Linked DNA regions of Mus musculus: all the other regions are linked to region 3. Evidence: chromatin contacts called from public Hi-C and HiChIP or PLAC-seq data. All regions are on one chromosome and are shown on one strand. Each heading gives the region's core, a stretch centred on a gene start, on an enhancer-like site or on the middle of the called end of the contact. The rest is flanking DNA. Distances are from core to core; before and after follow the strand shown.

The links. Hi-C and Micro-C count contacts between places; a contact is called where the count stands out from the background. HiChIP or PLAC-seq counts read pairs in DNA pulled down with a chosen protein or histone mark.
Region 1: a contact with region 3 is called in an H3K4me3 HiChIP or PLAC-seq map of bone marrow-derived macrophages, with 2.0 times the contacts expected there. The contact joins the enhancer-like site here to the promoter of Adat2 in region 3. A contact is called at or near these places in 3 of 39 promoter capture datasets (the 3T3-L1 cell line and 3T3-L1-derived adipocytes), 7 of 484 Hi-C or Micro-C datasets (3T3-L1-derived adipocytes, adipose-derived mesenchymal stem cells, cortical neurons and 4 more), 1 of 115 datasets of contacts at active chromatin or transcription factors (bone marrow-derived macrophages) and 1 of 9 other capture datasets (pancreatic islet).
Region 2: a contact with region 3 is called in a Hi-C map of Sertoli cells, with 2.3 times the contacts expected there. The contact joins the enhancer-like site here to the promoter of Adat2 in region 3. A contact is called at or near these places in 2 of 484 Hi-C or Micro-C datasets (Sertoli cells and embryonic stem cells) and 2 of 9 other capture datasets (adipose tissue and liver).

What each region holds. Positions count from the first base shown.
Region 1 is chr10:13,685,085-13,689,650 of GRCm38.p6, forward strand. The region is part of intron 4 of Aig1 (androgen-induced 1); the gene reads right to left. Among named protein-coding and RNA genes, the nearest start is that of Pex3, 130 kb to the left of the region's middle. Within about 2 kb of position 1,752, at least 44 of the 459 cell types and tissues checked have an H3K27ac peak or open chromatin away from gene starts, as enhancers often do. A contact at or near this core is called in bone marrow-derived macrophages and pre-megakaryocyte-erythroid progenitors, where this site is marked.
Region 2 is chr10:13,312,596-13,317,680 of GRCm38.p6, forward strand. The region is part of intron 1 of Phactr2 (phosphatase and actin regulator 2); the gene reads right to left. Among named protein-coding and RNA genes, the nearest start is that of Gm46211, 89 kb to the left of the region's middle. Within about 2 kb of position 2,571, at least 13 of the 459 cell types and tissues checked have an H3K27ac peak or open chromatin away from gene starts, as enhancers often do. A contact at or near this core is called in Sertoli cells, where this site is marked.
Region 3 is chr10:13,550,634-13,555,418 of GRCm38.p6, forward strand. It overlaps Adat2 (adenosine deaminase, tRNA-specific 2), which reads left to right and starts at 2,274. Exons shown (of 6, transcript NM_025748.4): 1 at 2,274-2,728. The coding sequence starts at 2,633. It overlaps Pex3 (peroxisomal biogenesis factor 3), which reads right to left and starts at 2,509. Exons shown (of 12, transcript NM_019961.3): 1 at 2,193-2,509. The coding sequence starts at 2,265.

The DNA.
Region 1 (4,566 bases), core at 502-3,001, 130 kb after region 3:
AGGCAGAGTCAAGAAATGGGTTCAGATATTGACTGGAAGCGTCTAGAAGGGAGACTAAAGTCATCAAGGAATGAGGTCATCAGTGGAAGGTTACAGAGTAGTTTGGGTGGAGGGGGTATGTGCTGAGCACAGGTTTGGAGACTCCCTGCCGGGGAGGAGAAAATGGGCACTAAAAAAAATGTTTGCAGAGGTGGCCAGTTAGATCCCTTCCTTGTCCTGAAATAAAAGGTGAAAGGCATAAGGGGAATGAGGGAGAGGGGTAGACAGAGATGCAGGTTGCATCAAAGAGACGGCAGCATCCACTCAGTCAGTGATTCCGAAAGCCAAGGGGAAAGCAACCTTAGTGACAGGATGGTTGGAGGGAGCTGAGAGGCTGAGGAAGGCTCACAGGGAAAGTTATCTGTGAGCAGGCAAGGTCAACAGCGCCTCTAATTCTTAGCTCTCCAGGGACACGGAGAGCAACTGAGAACCAGCCCTTTTGGGTGGGAGAGGATGGAACTGAACAATCAGTACTGGGGATTGGCATGGACAGTATGCTCAGGCCTTCTTAGTTCACGTGCAGAGCTAAGGAACTCATGTGACCCGCACACTGGTGAACACTGTGAGGGACCCGGGGCAAATCACCGTCAGGTGGGAAATTCTCAGTTGTCCACACAGGCTTCTTGTTAGAATCCAAGAAAACAATGCTTTTTCGGCAAAGCACTTGTGAAAAAAAATGAGCAGATTGGGATAATGGGAAAGCAATGACATTCTCGGCTCCCAAGGGAGAGCTGAGCTCTGGAAATAACTTAATACGTGAACCATAGGAACGTTTCAGAAAAAAAAAAAAATGCTTTCAACATTCTCAATAGAGAATTCAGAGAGACAATCACCATGAAAGAGGAGCAAGGCCCATGAGAACAGGACATAGAATGAAAATAAAAACGCTGTTTGGGAAAGAGAAAGAGACTCTGCAGACATGCAGGATTCTTTTTATTTTTCCTGCTTAGAGAGATGAAAGACTTTCATGAGGGACTCTTCTTATGAGTTCATTAGTCTCCACAACTCTGAGAGGCAGATGTTTGTTCCCATTTTAGAGGAGGCAAAAACCAAAGTTCCCGTGACCTCTGACTATGGCAGTACATACTCGGTTGCTTGCTCTTGGAAAATTCTTGTCTCAAAGTTTCACTTGTCATTGGGCCATGGAGATACCTCAGTGCCAGACTTCCCTCTGGTAAAGCAGTTTCCTCTGCAGCTTATCTATTTCAGGACAGAAACGGAAGGACAGTGGCCTGTCCCACGGCTGCCCCTCCCTTACTTGCTGTATCCCTCCCGGCTCAGCTGTGAGGCATACAGAAGGTCCTGAGACCACATTCCAGCCTCAGCATCAACAGTCACCAAGGATTCTCCAGTGCTTGCCTTTATGAGTATGGAGAGGTACCTCCTTCTCAGGAGGCTCCACAGAACTCATAGTCAAGTAGCAAGGGCACTCACTGCCCCTTACCAGTCTAGGCTGGGAGAGCTGGGGAGAGGGCCTTGGAGGAGAGTGAGCTGCTTTGACGGTGGGAAGGGAGTCCTTAGCTACCTCTTCACTAGCCAAGGTATCACACTTTTGGCTTGAACCCTGGACTCTACTACCGGAAAATCTGAAAAACGTAACAAAACAGTCCCCCCAAACCCAAAAGTACTATAAAAGACATAAAAGTCAACAGGAGAGGCCACTATGGGGGGAATAAAAGGCTCAGGTCGAGCAGGAGGAAATGAAACCTTCTAATGATGACAGTAAAGGTTGACTCAGCTGGTGAGGAGGCATTCTATTGAGTGGGACTTTAATATGATCTAGATTTCCACCTTCATTCTAATTTTTTCTCATGTCTAAGAAGATTATTTTTTACAGTACATCTTTTTGTCAAAAATCTTCAGTGTGTCTGAAGATAATGCAGGTAAGGAGAAAGCTCCTGCTTTCATTTCAGCGGGAGCTTGAGAAGACACGGAAAGGTGGCAACAAGAAAAACAAGGAGGATCCCAGGAGTCTGTGGCTGACTTCGGTGGGACGTAGACTTCAGACCTGAAACCATTTGGGACTGGATCGTAAAAGGGAAATCACACTGACGTCTGAGTTAACTTTTTTTTTTTTTTTTTAATGTTGTGAAGTTGTTTAATGAACACATTTGGGATAATGAGATTCGGAATATGGAATCTGTCTTAAAGCATCAGGGCTGTGAGACAATAAATGGCAGATTTTCATGTTCCTCAGAGTTGTTTTTGATTTCTAAAGTACAGACTGTGTGAATGAGGGAAGTGAGTCACACAGTGAGGGGAAGAACTCAGCACCCTAACTGGAATGCTCAAATCCTGAAGAAGAAAACATCGGAGCTTTCATTGCTGTGTGCCGAGGAGCTTCTGAGACCTGACTGCACCAAATGAGTTTCTACTGGGATGGAGGCCTTGGACTGTGGGCTCTGCAGGAAAGCACGGGGTCCTCCCAGCCCCCGCGGACTCATTCCGTCCTTTTCCATAACTTCAACCCAAGAAAGCAGGGGCTCAAAAAGGTGAAGTGGGAGAAGCTGGGGCCCCAACCCAGGAAAGGGTCTTAATCCCCAGACCTGACCACACTTGATGTTTTCTTCAAAATACATAGAAAAACAAAACTTTCCATAATAAATTCAGCCGCAGGACTACTGACACAGGAGGCAGCAGGGGCATAGTTAACTGTGGACTCTGAGCCCATGTACATGAGCTTGCACTATCACTTTGGTAATAGGCTATTAGTGTGTCTCAGGCAAGCTATCCATCCTCTGTGAGCTTTTATTCCTTCTCTGTAAAATGGGTAAGAAATGCTTGCCTTACTGCAGAGTGATCTGAAGGTAATAAAAGAGCATTTGAAAAGCGTGTAACAGCATAGCATCTGTCTCCAAGGAGCAGTACCATGATCCATGATACTCATCATTCTGCTGTAGACCAAGGGCTCCCAGCGCACGCTCAGCGTTTTAGAAAAGGCTACAGAGAAATGTGTAGGGGGTGGTGGTGGAGGGGGGTGTGTGGGAAGGGAGTTAAGAGCGCCTCAGAAGTGGACAGAATACTTGTGTCTCAAGTATTGGAGCAACTAAGAGGGAACCACGGCAGGCAGGCATACATGCGTCTGAGGAGTCTAGAGTGACCAAGGGAAGACCCCGATGGAGCTGGGGGTGGGGGGAACAAGCTCAGAGATGACAGTGAACGAAGGTCCTCAATGACCCTATCCAAATCTAGAAGGAGAATAGAACGAGACAGGAAGGAGACTTAGGAGCCTGGAGAACCAGAGTCCAACAAGAGTAGCCAGACAGCCTGGCCAGCAGCCCTGAGGTACAGTCAACTTGCCATGCTCAGCAGTGGAAAGAAGACCCATTTATTGTATAATTATCACACGATAAGAGGAATTGTTTTCCCCATCTTGGCATGGAGTTCTGGAATGATTGAGTACAACACCGGTATGCTGTCAGAAGTCTTCGTTTCCTGACTCTCTCACTGTTGGGTCACTGGTATGTCAGGCCACGAGACAGTCTGGAAGGGAGCAAAAGCCAGTCCCTTTTGACAATAATTAAACCCTTGGATTTGTATAATGTGACTTGACTCGAGGGGCATTGTTTAGCTTTTGGCAGAGTTCTGAATGCCTAGGGCAGAACACCAAAGGAAAAAAGTCTACGTTGAAAGCTCTCTCAGAACAAATCTGAGGGAATTTGCTGGTTAATGCAAGTGCATGTCTAAACAAGTACTGGTTTGCCGAGGGAGTCCATGGGGCTGGCAAGCTTCACTTGGCACAGAGAGCGTGAGTAATGCTTCATTTTAACGAGGGATCTTGGGGGTCTATAATGAGGACTATGTGGTATTTCCCATGCGTCTCTTTGGAACGTGGGCTGATTGTATACACAGCGGAAGATAAGTCACCAGAAAGAACATGGTTCCCGAAACCTCCAGGCTCTGGAAGATCATTTAATAGCACGTGAATAAATTCTCAAAATACACTACAGCTCGCAGAGAGAATTTCCTGTCCCTTGCATAAGCCAATACACTGCAGTGATGAACTTGCTGGGGGAAGAGAGCTGATTTTTAAGGCCAGAGGCAGTTTCAGAGAACACCCCTGAATGAATGTGCATCTTCTGCAGTTGATTTTTCTGAAGTGAAGTCTTTAAATATCAAGTTCTTTTTTACAAGGCACACAAATCCATTTCTAAGATATAACATTATTTATTTACATTTCACTAGCAAGACAAATCTCTTGGACTTTTTCTATCAGAGAAAGTCAATACTTAAGATTCTGGGCAGGAAAAAAAAAAAAAAACCTAGAAAGTGATTAGGAAATCAACCTCCCAAGTCCTCATCAATAGTGTCTCACTAGTTGGTGGAATGGCCAGAGCCAGAGGCAGGAATGTCACTCCCCGCTTCTTCAGGTCTATACTCTGAACACCACTTCCTGTTGCTCAGTGTTCTTTCATCTAAGGTCTTGGATATGATATTATTGTTTATGCAAAGTGTGTGAAGTCCTATGCAGACCCCTCTTTTTTTTTTTTTTTTCTTGCTGGATTAGAATACTCCGTGGAGACTGGA
Region 2 (5,085 bases), core at 1,321-3,820, 240 kb before region 3:
CTAACTCGAAGCCACCTTTCAGGCACTCTTATCTGGAACTATTTTCCAGCGATCATGTCTCACTTTAAGTCTTCAGAAAGTTACTGAACCCTCACCCTGAGACCCTTCACTAGAAGACTCAGCTGGAGTGGATCTAAACATGAAGACAAGAAACCCGTGCTCCTACTGAGCATGGGGGAGGATCGCATGCTTGGGCGAGTTTATAAAATGTCACCCCTCAGGGTGTAACACGCCAACTGTGCATCAGGACCTGGCCTCTCTGACAAGGCAGTAGTACCCTGAGAAAATGCAGGGAAGTTACAATAAGCCTACACAGAGCTCAAAACAGAATCTTTCTTAAAATGTCAGTATAGCAAACATTTTTATTAAGTTAGTCTACTTATCCATAAGACTTTTAAACTTTCATACATTGTTTTTTTTTTTAAAGTTCATTGCAATAAGTAGGGTCAAAGTTGAGATTCCATGTGACAATCATCCGAGAGAAAAAAAGGCCTTTTGAAATAAGTTCAAACACTATCTGCAAAAACTAAAATTAAAGTCTTTCTACATAAGAGGAAATGATGGTCACAGCTGATTGGAAGGGTGGCTGGTATCTGTGCTAACTGCAGCAGGTTTGTTCTTGCTACCCTACGTCCCAGCCAAGCTATCAAGCAACCATGAAACAAAGGAAAGGCATTCTCTAACACAAGACCGCGCCCCCCCCCCCCCATAGGTCCCATAAGCCTCCGTCAAGATGCTATCTGTGGGCTTTGCCAAATCAAAGGATCAGATCCAGGAAGAAGATCCATGTACAGGGTATGACATGGGATCCAGCCATCTGAGAGAATCGGACAGAGGAGGCAAAGGCCTACTACGAAACCCCTCCGGAGCAAACTGGAGAGAGCCCTATATATTCAAATAGAGGGAGAAGAGATTGACCTAATGAGAGACTGGGGTGGGGTGAGAGTTCAGGACACAGCACATGAAAAGAGGGGTACAAATGCTATGCTAGAGAGTGAAAGCAAGCAGAGGTCAGCTGTGACTAGGCTATTTATTTACTTATTCAAGTTATATGGACTCCTCAGCTAACCGAAAGTCCAAATAAGATTGCTGGGAGCAGGGTGAAGTGGGAGAACAGAATAGACACCACTTGAAGTGGCGGCAAGGAAGGGAAGGCCCCCACATGTTTAGTTTCCACTCTGGGGGGTCAGGAGACTGAGTCACAGAGTAAGTATCAACGTAAGGGTGCCGTTGAGACACCAGAGGTACACAGGGCAGGATGGACAGACATCACTCTGAATTTCCTAGCTGCTTCCTAAATGTCTTCCTACCGCTCTGGGAACACATGGCCAGGCGAAAACAGCTGTTCATTTTGTCCACAGGGAGGTTTTGTGTCAGGGACAGAACTACAAACAAGATAGATAAACTGCTGCATAAGAGAATGTTCTTCAGCTCCTTGATGCCCCAGTCTACGGGAATGCCAGGTCCAGGAAGCGGGAGTGGGTGGCTTGGTGAGCAGGGGGAGGGGGACGGGGATAGGGGGTTTTTGAAGGGGAAACCAGGAAAGGGGGTAACATTTGAAATGTAAATATAATAATAATAATAATAATAATAATAATAATAATAATAATACATTAAGAGAGAGAGAGAGAATGTCCTTCAGCTTGGGGAGCTACTACTCTGAGAAAAGGAGACACGGAAAAAATGCACAGAAGCAAGGCCATCTGAGTGTTAGGAGCCGTGAGGGAGCTGGGGGCTGTGAGTGGGAGCAGTGGGCCAGTCTGGATAGGCAGGGAGGATCTCTGCGAAGATTCTGGAATGCAGGTATCAAACTACGGAGCCAGTGATGACAGCCTACAGTGGGAGCCATGGCTGCTAAGGTCTGTGGGGAGGACAAAATGAATGGCAGCGGCAAAAGCACCAGAGGGAGACCCTCCTCAGGGCCAAGAGAGAGGTCAGACAGAAGGGGCACATATCACGTAGCATTGTGCGGAGCCTTGGGGGCCAGATGGAGAAGTCTGGATTTCATTCTAAGTACAACAGGACCGTTTTGAGATGGACGGCAACGTGAAGTATGCTTTTGAAAAATGGCTTTAGCTGTCAAACATCAAACCAACTGCAGAGAAAGGATCTGCTGCAGTTATCCAGGCAGTAGCAGGCTAGGGCTTGGAAGGTGGCGGTAGACGCAGAATGAAAACTACCGGCTGGGATGGTTTTGGATGGAGACTCGGAAGGATGACCACCCCTAGGCTTGTGACTTAAAGAAATTCAGCAAGTCAAGGGAAGCGCTGGTGTGGAGTGTAAAATCAAGCCTTCTGTTTAGGTGTTTTATATGTCCATGAAGTAGTCAAGCAACCTTGTCAAATAGGCATGGCACCCTCACTGTGAAGTGGCTTTCAAATGGGTGACATCCTCTTGCCCCCTTCTCCAGACCCCCTGAGGATCAAGCGTCTCATTGCTGGGTTACTCTTGCCTGCCTGGTGTTGGTCCAGCCTTCAGTTTGTCCCTGTGAAACCTATACTATACAGAAGGCAGCAGGCACACGCCTCAAGCAAAGCAATACTGTAACAATTTCTCTGGTTAAACAAAAGATGTCTTTAGTGGTTCCCACTTGGGAACCCCACGCCCCCACCCTTGCTCTGATTAGATACTGCTTTGGCCCTGACCCTGATTTTTGTATCCAGACCACTAGCAACGCCCTCTCTTCTGGTCTCATTTCTCTATAGCTCCATTAAGCATCTTGTAGGCGAGGTCTGTGTAGGTTTCTTCCCCACAGCTCAGCATAACACCTTACAAATAACTGGTTCAGGAGCTACTGACTGGATAAAGGGCCACTCTTTTCTGCCTTCTAATATCCCCTTATAAACCAAGCTAGCTTGCAGGGATCTGCAATGAAGCATATAGCAGCAAAGCTTTCCAGTATACTCTTTAGCAAAACAGCACTTCAGTTCTCTCTGGCAACCCACATTTCCTTAGGATTAAGGACTGCAGTGTTAGTCTTGCCAGGAGGATTATAGGAAAAAAATATTCCATCCCTCGAAATGAAAATAAGTGGAAGGGTAGTTTATAAGTATAAATGATAATGGTCAGAGCAACCTTTTGGTAAGCAACACTATTTGCACGTTCCCACCGCACCACAGTGCTATTCGGTTTTTTTGTTCCCTCTGCTTCAGATGGGGGAATGGAAGAGGAACGGGCGTGTTTGTTTTTTTAAAGCTATTTTTTACCTCAATATCACTTTTAGATCAGTTGAGTCTTCAGTAAATATTAATCTTTTTTTTTTTCCTCCTAAGAATAGAAGCCAGCAGTTGCCTGTTAACACTGAAGGACTCCAAAGAAAGCATGTAACGTTTTCTTCCCCTCTATTGGAACTAAAGAGGCTTAAGTCACAGAACTGACAATGAAAGCTTATTGCCTTTCTTACTGCATCAGGTAAGAAGTTAAAGCTGGACTTGTCTGCTGGTTATTGTGGTTTCAGACTGCTGGAGATCAAATCAATTCAAACTATAAATATTTGACACCACCCATAGCCAGATCTGATGAGCTAGGTACCAGGGTAGAGGAAGTGATAACCACATTTCTGATTGTTTTCTATCTTTAAAAGTGAGAGAGGAGCTGGAGAGATGGCTCAGCGGTTAAGAGCACTGACTGCTCTTCCAGAGGTCCTGAGTTCAAATCCCAGCAACCACATGGTGGCTCACAACCATCTGTAACAAGATCTGATTCCCTCTTTTGGTGTCTGAAGACAGCTACAGTGTACTTACATAAAATAAATAAAATAAATCTTTAAAAAAAAAGTGAGAGAGAAAAGCTGGGGGCTTGGTGGCACATGCCTTTAATCCCAGCACTAAAGAACTAGAGGCAGGCAGATCTCTGTGTTTGAGGCCAGCCTGGTCTACATAGTTCCAGGACAGCTAACACTACATAGTGATACTCTGCCTAGGAAAAACAAACAAATAGACAGACAGATAAACAAAAAACCCCAAAATAAAAACTAAAAAACACTCAAAGTGAGAAAGAAGTTAAATCTTGGGGGAAGATTTAACTTGGTCGCATCAGTACCTGTGGCACTTCAGCTATCTCCATTAGATAAACAAGGCCAAGTAGAAGCAAGAGTATCAAACGTCTAACTTGGAGTCCACGCTTACGGATGAAAGGTAATACTGGCTCTGGGTCAATGTGTCTTCTGGGATGTTCAGCTCAGACAGCTTCCATGGAAACCTTGACTTTGATCATGTCTAAATGAGGAAAGGCCATGGTGGTCGCAATACCTCCAAGAAGCATCAGTTCCTTTGAACATTACTTTTCATATTTTGGTACTTACCATGATGATCATCATTTAAAAAGTACTTTTAGAATCTTTTGAAAATGATTCTGTGTGTCTGTGTGTCTGTGTGTGTGTGTGCGTGCACGTGCACACATCTGCACATGTACATTCATGGGATAGGCATGGGTGTAGTGAGCCACTGCACAAGTGTAGAGGTCAAAGACAGCCGTGTTCACACTACAGGTCAGGGTTTTATATAGGTTCTGGTTCTGGTTCAAACTCAGATCCTCATACCTGGGCAGCGTATGCTTTTTACCCACAGAGCCCTCTCTCTCTAGGCCCTAACTAGCTTTTCTACAACATGCCTATGTCTCAACTGGTCCCATAAATCTTTCAGCATTTTGACTCCTAAGTTACTTTTAATGTGGAGCTTTGTTATATTGTTCTAGTGATGAATTAATGTCTTTGCAAAATACTTCTACAACTATAACTGCTAGTTTTGCTTGTAGGCACCTTGTAAGGTTTTAAGTACATAGTCTCAAACTTCTCTCTTGTACTAACTAGTACTAACATATACTAGTTTACATTATCACAAGACAGTCCTGCCCTGCAGATTATTCATTTTAACCCAGACTCAATCCATTAGCTAATCAATGCCCCCCCCCACACACACACTTTTTTTCACTTATTGCTTAAACTTTCATCTGGAAATTGGTCTCTTATGTCGTCTTGTATTGTGGACCAGTTACTTTATTCTTGTGTTTTAGTTTCCTCTTCTATAAGATGAGACACAATACTAGTTAGTAAGCCCTTACAGATCCTGAGCTAACTCCAGGAAA
Region 3 (4,785 bases), core at 1,024-3,523:
TTCCTTGTTAATAACTCAAACCTTTAGCAAGTTTCTTAAAGTCTAGGGACTCTAGTTTCTCAATTTTACAATGGCCTAATAGTAACTATACTGCTGCCATTTCCAGAGGTTGGAAAGGACTTAGTATGCTGTTTAACATATGGTGGGTCCCTAGTACATATATGTGATTAAAATATATATAAATTATACCTATTTAATCATACCGGTCACAATAGTATAATCACTTAATAAATATTTCATATTTCTTAAAATGTAAGATAGGAATTTTCTTACAATACAGAAAAAATATGAACTCTTACAAATAAAACTAGGTAAGTTCAACTCTTTTTTTTTTTTTTTTTTTTCGAGACAGGGTTTCTCTGTGTAGCCCTGGCTGTCCTGGAACTCACTCTGAAGACCAGGCTGGCCTCAAACTCAGAAATTTACCTGCCTCTGCCTTCCAAGTGCTGGGATTAAAGGTGTGCACCATCACTGCCCCGCTCAGGTTCAACTCTTTTTTTTTATTTTCTGAGACAGTGTTTCTCTGTATAGCCCTGGCTGTCCTGGAACTCACTTTGTAGACCAGGCTGGCCTCGAACTCAGAAATCCGCCTGTCTCTGCCTCCGGAGTGCTGGGATTAAAGGCGTGCACCACCACACCCGGCCAGATTCAACTCTTTTAAGACTTTTTGTTTTGCTAAAAAAGCAATAGTGCTTCGATTATACCTTTGAATCTCTTCCCCCTCCCTTTTGTTGTTGTTTTGTTTTCTGTTTGTATGTCTTTTGTTTTTTGAGACAGGGTCTCAATATGAAGCTCTGGGTGTTCTGGACCTTACCTCCAACTCAGAGAGCTGCCTGTCTCTGCTTCCGAGTGCTGGGATTAAGAGTGTGTGCCACCACACCCAGTTTTTTCCTTCCTCTTCATCTCCAAATATAAAACTCTCAATATCGTTTCAAAAAAAACCTATTACTATATGCATATACTCTTTAATTTCTCCTATGATTATTTCTGATCTGCCATTAAGTATTTCATAAACTGTAAGGGTTAGGCTTTTCCCTCTGAAATTGCTAGAGACAATTTTCTTCCCTTAGGTAGAGCAAAAATTTTTCTTTATACGTCTTCCATGACAACTTTATCTTTAGCATATGTATTCTATAATATTGGTACAATTTATATACCTTAGATATTAGAGACTGGAGGTAATATAAAACACATTGTATCTATAAAGTATTTCCTATAAAATATGAACTATTATTCATTTGTGCTATACCTCAGAGATATGCAGAATGTGGTTACTGTTTTACAAATGTCCTAATATTTTAAGTCATATTATGATATATTTATACACACACACACATAGATCAGAGGATAGTGGTAACAGTTCTTAAAACTCAAGTTTTAAAAATTCTTTTAAACTCCCTTTTTGTGTTGTTCAAAAGATTCCCTTCTTAAAATCCCATAATTATTAACTGAGGGTTGTCTTTCCAAGACAAAGGGTTTAAAGCAGTGTGTGTGTGTGTGTGTGTGTGTGTTGCTCCTTCCCTGGGACCCAATGCAGTCAGCCTAGGCAAGCACTCTACCACAAAGTTACAATTCCAGCATCAAGATTTTTATCCTGTTTCTAACTTTCCTCTCAGCCAGTGAACTCAACTATATCACCAAAATGGATCATGACCACAACCTTGCCAGTCCTGACAACACTGCAGAATAAGCACTGTGTTGATATATAGTTTGTACTTTACAATTGGAGAACAGAAATTATCTGCTGTATATTTTACAGCAACATGCTGTTTTCGGTTTACCTTTAAACACCACCTCAAAGAGCAGACTTAAGATAATGGCCCTAGAATATTTCGAAACTCGTGTGAAAGGTTGAAAGCAGAGTTGACAAACAGAATGAAAATCTAACAGGAAAGCAAAAGAAGAAAATTGGAAGGCAAATGTATCTATCTATACGAGAATAGTGCTTTGAAAAGAAACTTCATTGGGGTAGACTCTTGAAGGCCCATGGGGAGAAAAAGGACGGGGGCAGAGTGAGGGGCAAAGGGCACAGAGATCCAGATAAAAGAACTTTAGAGGTTCTTCTTTGACGGTTGAGCCAATCCCTTCGACAAATCCCAGTTTGGTATCAGTGGGCCCTGCCTGTTTTTATAAGTCACCTCTGTCACTCCTTTCTGCCAATGGCCCCTTCTAAAAAGCATGTTGTCACTCACCTCCGAGGACTGTGCCCAGGAAGATGCATTTCTTTTTGTGACGTTTCAGAAAATTCCACATTGATCTCAGCATCTCCAGACCCCGTGTTGTGTGGGTTGCCTAGGGGAGAGGGGCTGGCTCACCGTGTCTTCCGTCCACCTGGCCTGGACCTCCGGCAGCAGCGCGGTGGCGGCGCTAGGTGCTCTCCAGAAACCACAGACGTTTCTCTGAGCAGAGGTTGTGGCTTAAGCGGAGGAAGGGGGCGTGGACTAGAGCGGAGCAGCGACGCTTTCGGTCCCCCAGCCGCCGCTTACTGATCCGGGACGCCTGGGTCCGTCCGCAAATAGCTCCCGGGTGCCTCGTCTTTTCCCGTCCTCCTGGAAGCAAGGTCCGCTCCCGCCGCGTTCCGCTGTCCTCTCTTCTCTCGTCCCTCGGCCCGGAGTCTCTGAGCGGCGGAGGTATGGAGGAGAAGGTGGAGTCCACCACTACTCCAGACGGCCCGTGCGTGGTGTCCGTACAGGAGACGGAAAAGTGGATGGAGGAGGCGATGCGAATGGTGAGGAATCGGGCAGGTGGATGCTGAGAGCGCAAACTTTCTCCCGGCCATATCCTGACCAGAGTAGTTGAGCAAATGTGCCGGGCGCGCTATCTATCATGTCTGAAAATACCTGAAGCAGCAACTTGTTTTATTCTAGGGGGAATTTTTCTTTAGCTTTGTCTCATAGTAATTGGGGTGAAGGGAAAATACAGAAACGGTTCGATTGATGTATTACAGGGAGTCTTATCTGCCGCCTGGGGATGTGTGCTCCCTACCTGCCTATCTTCCTTCCCATGTGGACACATACTTTCAAATCCATAAAGCCACATTATTTTATGGCTTGCTCCCATATAATGGGAGGAAGCTGATGTTTCTGTAAAGGGTCATATCAAAACGTGTCCTGGTACAATCCTCACCGATGATGTGTCTACTCTTTCTACGATACTTTTCTCTGCCCTTGTATTCCCTTCCTTCCTGCGATTCTTATAGATTGCTCATCATGGAGAGCTCTGGTCGTATTTTTACATGTTTTCCCAAGCTTATTACCCATATCGATGTGTGGCAGGGATAGACGTTTGTGGCAGGGATATACATACAAACTATGTATGTATACACAGTTTGATGCTGGGTTTTCATTCTGTGAACATGGAACACCAATTTGTTTACAGCATTGTAAAGGCCTTAAAACTGAGCTCAGCCTTTGGTGTGGGGATATTATTTTTGTTTATTCTTTTACAAAATTAAAATATCTCACCTTTTTATTCTAATGGTTACAGAAGTTCACCTTCATAAGAAATTAAAATCTAGAAGACAGAAACATGTTTTCCACCCCACGCCCCCAGACAAATGGCATAATGCATTCTTTTAATTTTTTAATTAACATCTTTTTTTTTTTTTTTTTTTTTTTTGGTCATCTTTCTCAGAGCTCGGGGTGGGAAGAAGAGAGCCTTTGTTCATCAGTTGTCGAGTTGAGAATTTGTTGGTTTAAGGAAGATCAAGTCACCATTTCAGTGGCAGAGCTTTGGCCTCTTCCAAAGAAGGCCAGCTTCTTAAGTTCAAATCCATCTAAACAGTTAGACCTATTTGACTCAACTCTTTTGCATTTGTGACAAAGGGAAGGGACAGACTGGAAGAAATGGGAGGGGCAATGGAAAGTCTGAGACTGGGTGGAGTGTTGTGGATTTTCAGCCTCAAGCTTTGAACTTGTCCATAGAGGAAATGCATGCACATTTGCATGTATTTGCCCTGGGAAGCAGTTCTTCTCAATCAACCCCCATAGACTGCTTTCCTAGAGCTTCACTTTCTCTCAATGGCCGTTGCATCTGCTCAGCCACTCACCAGCATCCTGGCCTACAAGCTGTGCCTTAGCAATTATGTTGTATGTCTCTTTAAGGTAGCCCTATCATTTCTAGTGAGATAAATTTGCTGGAAGGAGAGAGAGAGAGAGAGAGAGAGAGAGAGAGAGAGAGAGAGAGAGAGAACGAACCCAGAGGAACTAGGTACCAAGAAGCCCAGTCCTCCGTTGACCTGGAAGTAGAGAAAGGCTGCCAAGACAGCAATGTTCTGCAGCATGTTGGGTGCACAGTGGATAAAGCTCTTGACACTCCCTATCTCTTTGCTTCTACCTATGTACTTCCCACTTGGTTGGGGAGTTTAAAAATAAGTGATTGTTGTGTGCACATGTGTGTGGAGCAGGTGCACATGTGTGTGTATGTATCTGTGTGTGTGTGCTCGAATGTGTGTGAAGATTCCAGGACAACTTTTGGGAGGAGAGAAATTTTTCTCCTTCCATTTTTTCTCCTTCCACTGTAGGTTCTGCGGATGGAACTCATCATCATGCTTTCACAGTGAATCCTGCTGCGCCATCTTACTGGCCCAGCCATCTCACTAGCCCAGTCTTCGATTCTCTTCTACATGTCTGAAGCGGCTCACATTACCGTATCCTGTGCTCCAGGGTGCAGTCTTACCGAAAGCCTTGTCACGTGTCTCTCCCTTACTAACTCCTCCCTCTCCTCTTGTCGCTCAAACCACTCTAAACCATAAACCAGATGAAGGATCTAATCACTGAGGTCGCA